Linked DNA regions of Ovis aries: region 1 is linked to region 2. Evidence: chromatin contacts called from public Hi-C data. All regions are on one chromosome and are shown on one strand. Each heading gives the region's core, a stretch centred on a gene start, on an enhancer-like site or on the middle of the called end of the contact. The rest is flanking DNA. Distances are from core to core; before and after follow the strand shown.

The links. Hi-C and Micro-C count contacts between places; a contact is called where the count stands out from the background.
Region 1: a contact with region 2 is called in a Hi-C map of hypothalamus, with 8 times the contacts expected there. The contact joins the enhancer-like site here to the promoter of TMEM163 in region 2. A contact is called at or near these places in 9 of 16 Hi-C or Micro-C datasets (blood, hypothalamus, liver and 3 more).

The regions. Positions count from the first base shown.
Region 1 is chr2:176,269,509-176,272,208 of ARS-UI_Ramb_v3.0, forward strand. The region is part of intron 6 of TMEM163 (transmembrane protein 163); the gene reads left to right. Among named protein-coding and RNA genes, the nearest start is that of TMEM163, 270 kb to the left of the region's middle. Within about 2 kb of position 1,408, at least 6 of the 54 cell types and tissues checked have an H3K27ac peak or open chromatin away from gene starts, as enhancers often do. A contact at or near this core is called in hypothalamus, where this site is marked.
Region 2 is chr2:175,999,282-176,001,981 of ARS-UI_Ramb_v3.0, forward strand. It overlaps TMEM163 (transmembrane protein 163), which reads left to right and starts at 1,263. Exons shown (of 8, transcript XM_027965021.3): 1 at 1,263-1,696. The coding sequence starts at 1,501.

The sequences.
Region 1 (2,700 bases), core at 158-2,657, 270 kb after region 2:
AAGTCCAGCAAATTGCTTCTGTTGCGGAAAGGCCAGGCAGGTCTCACTTGTCACCTGGTGAGGCAGCTGCTTCCCAAGCTGGAGTTATGTGTGAAATGGGTGGGGCCGTGTGTGTACTAGGCCAGGCTGACTCCACCAGATCCGGTGTCCCTGGGTCCTGTTCTTACAGTCAGGAAGCATATCTCCAGGGAAAGAGGGGCAGCAGGGTGCAGGTGGATTCCAGGCTTCCCCATGCTGTGCAGGAAATCGTGTCTAACTGGGTTTTCTTGCTTTGGGTATTTAGTGATGTGATAGCGTGCGATCATCGCTATCAGGACTAGGCTGAAGCTGGCTTTGTATTATTTAAGACAAAATGATTTTGTGCAGGAAGTTAATACTACAAATCAGACAGAGGAAGATTGTGGCAAGGTCCCTGGGGGGAGTTCTGAACCCTTGAGGGCCCAGGGTTCTGGCTCCAGAGCTGCCCGCAGGACAGCTGGAAGCCTCTCTGAGATGAGGGGCCTGGGCTGACTCTGCCCAGAGCCTGTGGTGGTTTTCAAGTACATGAATAACTGTGAATGAGAATTTTCTGCATAAAATCAATATGTGCTTAATTATATAGATGCTTATCTAGTCATTAAAGCCAGACTGTTAGAGCCTCTAATCAAGATCGCCTCAGACGTTCTTATGTCTTCCAAGGTGATGACAGCATTTACTTTCTGCAGCTGCTCTGGTGTGTGTTTTTTTTTTTTTAAATTTATTTATTTTAATTGTAGGCTAATTACTTTACAATATTGTAGTGGTTTTTGCCACACATTGACATGAGTCAGCCATGGGTGTACGTGTGTTCCCCATCCCTTGGGGTGATCCCAGTGCACCAGCCCTGAGCACCCTGTCTCATGCATTGAACCTGGACTGGCGATCTATTTCACATATGATAATGTACATGTTTTAATGCTATTCTCTCAAATCATCCCACCCTTGCCTTTTGACAGGGAACATGGGAACGAGCTTGTGGGCATGGGAGTTCGGGGTGGGGCCCCATAGGAGGTGAGGGCAGGGCCCCGGAGGTGAGGGACTGATGGGACCTTGTGGGCTGCTTTGGTAAACTGGGAGGTCTGTGGGTTGGGGCTGTGAGGTTAGGGTCCTTCATGAGGAATGGCTGTAACTGGGAAGGCTCTAGAATCCTGAAGGATGTGGAAGGGCAGATACAGAATTGTCCCCTGGTTCGGTGTGCTGGTTCCAGTGTTTCCGCCAGGCTCACAAGAGGTGCCGCTGAAATGAGCCGTAACCAAAGGTGGGTGGAGAAGGTCAGATGCTCCTGGAGGGGATGGGTGAACAAGGTCAAAGTTCCACCCGCTGTAGGGGCTGGTGGGTCCTCGCACTGTCCTGGGCTGGCTGAGCCTGGTGATTTGGTGGAGCGAGTGGACATCTAGTGGCCGTCTGGGGGAACCTCACTCTCTACACTTTCTGAGCTCCAGCGGGCTGGCTGAGGGCTCCAGGGCCACTGTGCCCACAATGAAGGTGGAGAAAGTGGGGTGTAGGATTCTAGTCTGCGAGGGCCGCAGCCATCTTCTTCCTGTCTCTGCCTTTCCCCGGCCACCCCTCAACACAGAACTCCCCCAACTTTGAGGTTGCTTGAGAGGTCAATTCCAGCCCAGGTAGCCCCTGCACAGAGTAACGGCTTCTGCGGATGCTCTGTGTGGCCCTCTGTGAGAAGATGTGGGCTCCAGAGACTTTTTTGATTCTGTGCGTGCTTGTGTGTTAAGTCGCTTCAGTCATGTCCGACTCTTTGTGACCCTGTGGACCGTAGCCCTCCAGGCTCCTTTGTCCGTGGAGTTCTCCAGGCAAGAATATTCGAGTGGGTTGCATGCCCTTCTCTGGGGGATCTTCCCGACCCAGGGATCAAACTTGTCTCCAGCATTTCCCACATTGGCAGGTGGGTTCTTTACCACTAGCGCCATCTAGGGTCTGATTCCATTTGTTATTAATAAAAAGAATAGGAGGAACCAAGGGACAGCCAGAGGCAAGGGGGTGAATGCCAGCCTCTTATGATGGGAGAGGGGAAACACTGACGATCTCCATGTGTCAGAAGACAGGAGGGAAATATGACCTTGCCGTTCTCAGAGTGGACCTGCTGTCCCCCTACTTGGGGAGACTGGAGGCAGGATGGAGGGTGTGATGTGCAGAGGCCGAAACCAGGGGCAGGGCAGAGAGGGAGGAAGCTCCAGGTGCCCTACATGCAAGGAGCTGGGAAAGACTCGGCCGGCACCCAGCTTCGCGTGAGGTGGCAGAAGGCTGGAGGGGCATCAGCTCCATGAGCTGCGTGGAGAACAGAGACAGAAGGGAAGCAGAGTCCACTTCCTCGTTATCTAGAGGTGAGCGAGTGTGGAGGAGCCCCAGAAACTCACACTACAGGGGCCTGGGCTGCAGCCTCGCCCCAGGCACCCTGAGAAGGGGCACCCAGGGAGTTACCTGCCCCTGGCCTCCACAGCGGGGAGGTGGAAGGTTGAGAGATCTGGCCTTGCGACTTGGTGTGGTGGGACACATCTCTGGTGAAGCTCATGCCAGCCCTGCCCTCCCGCTCCCCCCAGGACACCCAGAGGAAGCTCCTTGTCAGACTGGCTATCTACCAAGGAGGCCTCAGTGGGTGAGGGATGGGAGGCTCACAGTGGGCGGTGGACAGAGATCCCCGGGTACACAGAGAGGGGCAGGAGAGGC
Region 2 (2,700 bases), core at 13-2,512:
TAATCATAGCGTTTTTCTTTTCCCCCCTCCATTTCCCCCTTTCCTAGCAAGAAGGGGCCTTTGAAATGCCTTTGTCCACCTCTTAAAGTTTGTAGTTATTGTTTAAAAAAGGTAAAGTAAATTGGCCAAGGTCAACTCAGATATTCTCAACCCATCCCAACGGCAGCAACAAAATGAGACCCTCTTCCCAGTGCTAGTGATATTTCCACTGCACGACAAAGGTATTTTAATCCCACTCGGATTTCCATCGCAGGCAAACCGAGAATGAGAAACTGGTTACTCTTCAAAAAACAGGGTGCCCTCCCCAACAGTAGGCAGGCTTTAAATAAGGAATTGGCATTTTAGAAGACTCATTAAATCTTAAGACTGATATACATAGGAAGAGGAAATCTATCTTTGTGAATCTGGATACGGATATTATATTCAAGCCGAATCTGAATAATGGCCGGTCCCCTTTGGCGCCTCTCCGGGTTACACCACAGGGCGTGGGTCCCAGGGTGCACCCACCTCGTTGGTTCCCTGCGGAGACGAGCCGGACCGCTCGCCAGGGGTCGAGCTCCGCGCGGTTAGAGGGAACAGCTGGCCGCGCCAAGGAAGCCAGCGGAGGGCTTCCAGTAGGAGGGAGGCTTCGATCTGAAGCCTAAAGTATCAGCAAGACTTGGCTACTCAGAGAGGAAATAGCTGGTGGCGGACAGGCTGGATCCACGGTCCAAGGGCAGTCTCAGTGGTAGTGCTGGTGGTGGTGGGGCGCGGTTAGGGTCCAAACTTCTATAGAACGCCCTGTGGTCCTAAGACACCCGGTCTCTTTAAGTTGGTGTGGAGGGTAATCGACGCCCTTAGAAGAAGACCCAACACCGGTGGGGGTGGAGGCAGGTGAACCTCGTTCTCCTGAGATGGGCGATGAGGATGGCAGCCCAGGCAGGAGACCCTGCTTAGTCTGCGAAGCCCGTGCAGCGCCAGAGAAGGGTGCCACATTAGGGCGCTGACCGCTTTCCTAACCAAGCGCGGGCGCAGCCTTCTCGGACAGTAAAGGAAGCGGGTCCGAGGCGATCTCCTCTGCTCACCATCCCGCGGCACGAGTGGGGCGGGTCTCCCATCACACCCTCAGCAGGCCCTGCCCGGGTTTCTGCCCGGCTTTCCCGGTAGCCCAGCCCACACCCCCGAGCCTCCGGGCTTCAGGCCTGGCCGGATCCCTCCCTCCCCACCGGCCTCGGGGCGCGGGCTCCGGCGCCGGGGCCTCGGGGCGGGTCCCTGCCGCACGCACCTGCCCCCGGGGGCGGAGCGCGGCAGCTGCTGCTGGGCCCGAGTCTCTGCCACCGGCCACGCGAGCCGCGCGGCTCCCGCACACCCCCCCCGCCCCCTGCCGCCGCCGCACCTCCACTCCGCGGCGCCCGCGCGGTCGGTCCGTCCCTCCGCCCGCTCCCAGCCGCGGCGCCTCGCACTTCTAACTCGAGTCCCCGCCGCGCTCGTCGTCGCCGCCCGGACCCGCCGCCGCGCGCCATGGAGACGGCCGCGGGCAGCGAGCGCCGCAGCACCCCGGGTCCCGCAGTCCCGCCGCCGCCCAGGGGCCACGCGCCCTCGGCCGCCGCCTCCGGCCCGCTGAGCTCCCCGGCGCGCGAGCCGCCGCAGCCCGAGGAGGAGCGGCAGCTGCGCATCAGCGAGAGCGGCCAGTTCAGCGACGGGCTGGAGGACCGAGGTGAGCGCGCGCCGCCCCGGGCCCCTTCCCCTGGCCCGGCCCCTTTCCCCGGCCGGGCGGGCGCGATGAGGAGCCGCTGCTCGGGGCCCGCCTTTCCGCTGGCGGGTGGGGCCGGGCTCGGCGCCTCGGAGCGCGCTGGGGCGCGGAGCTCCGACTTCCCGCGAAAGCGTGCAGAGCTGAGGGCGGCAGCCCCACCTTCCGCGGCCGGCACCGCCCGAGTCGCGGCGCCTCCGCCGGAACCCGAGAACCCGACTGCCTCCTGGGAGACCCCGCCGGGGCCCGCACCCTCCTCTCGGCCAGCCTTGGCTCCTCCAGCGCCCACTGGAAAAGTTTCCCGCAGGCGTGTGTGTGTGATTTTTTTTACCCCCCTCCGCTTTCCGAGCCGAGCGCTCCCGGTTGACTGCGGGTCGCGCTCAGTTGGGAGGGTCCTGAGCTCAGAGCATGCTCCTTCCCAAACCCCATTCGGCTCCGTTGGTTAACCAGGGAGAACTAACTTATGCGGATTCAGCTTCGAGGGGCGACTGCCCCGGCGAAGGGGAGTCGGGTGACCTCCGACCCTCATTTACTAGAGACCCAGTTTATCGTGGGTCGCTGCCCCGCTGTCTGCCGATACAGAGGACTGGGACACTTGGATTTGGACCACTGATCCTGGATGGATGCCGCTGGAACCTGGTGGTTCTCGGAGCGCGCATCCCAGCCCCTTCAAAATCCCTGGATGCTGGCAAACGTCCCTATCCCAGGAGGCCAAGCCCGACCCTCCGACAGATAGCCGGTTACCCCTTTGAATTGCCCACATAAAACGCGAGAGACTGCCCTATTCATTCCTATGTCTATCTCCTCCTACATTTCTCTCTTTTCCCCTCCCTAGTTCCCTTTCAGCCCGCTTCTTGGCCACGTCTGCACCTTTTTTGTTTCTTGCAGAATCGAATCCAAGTCGGCCCCCTCAGAAAGACTCAATGGCTCTGCTAAAACCGGTTAGTGGCCGAAACGGGATTCTGACAGCC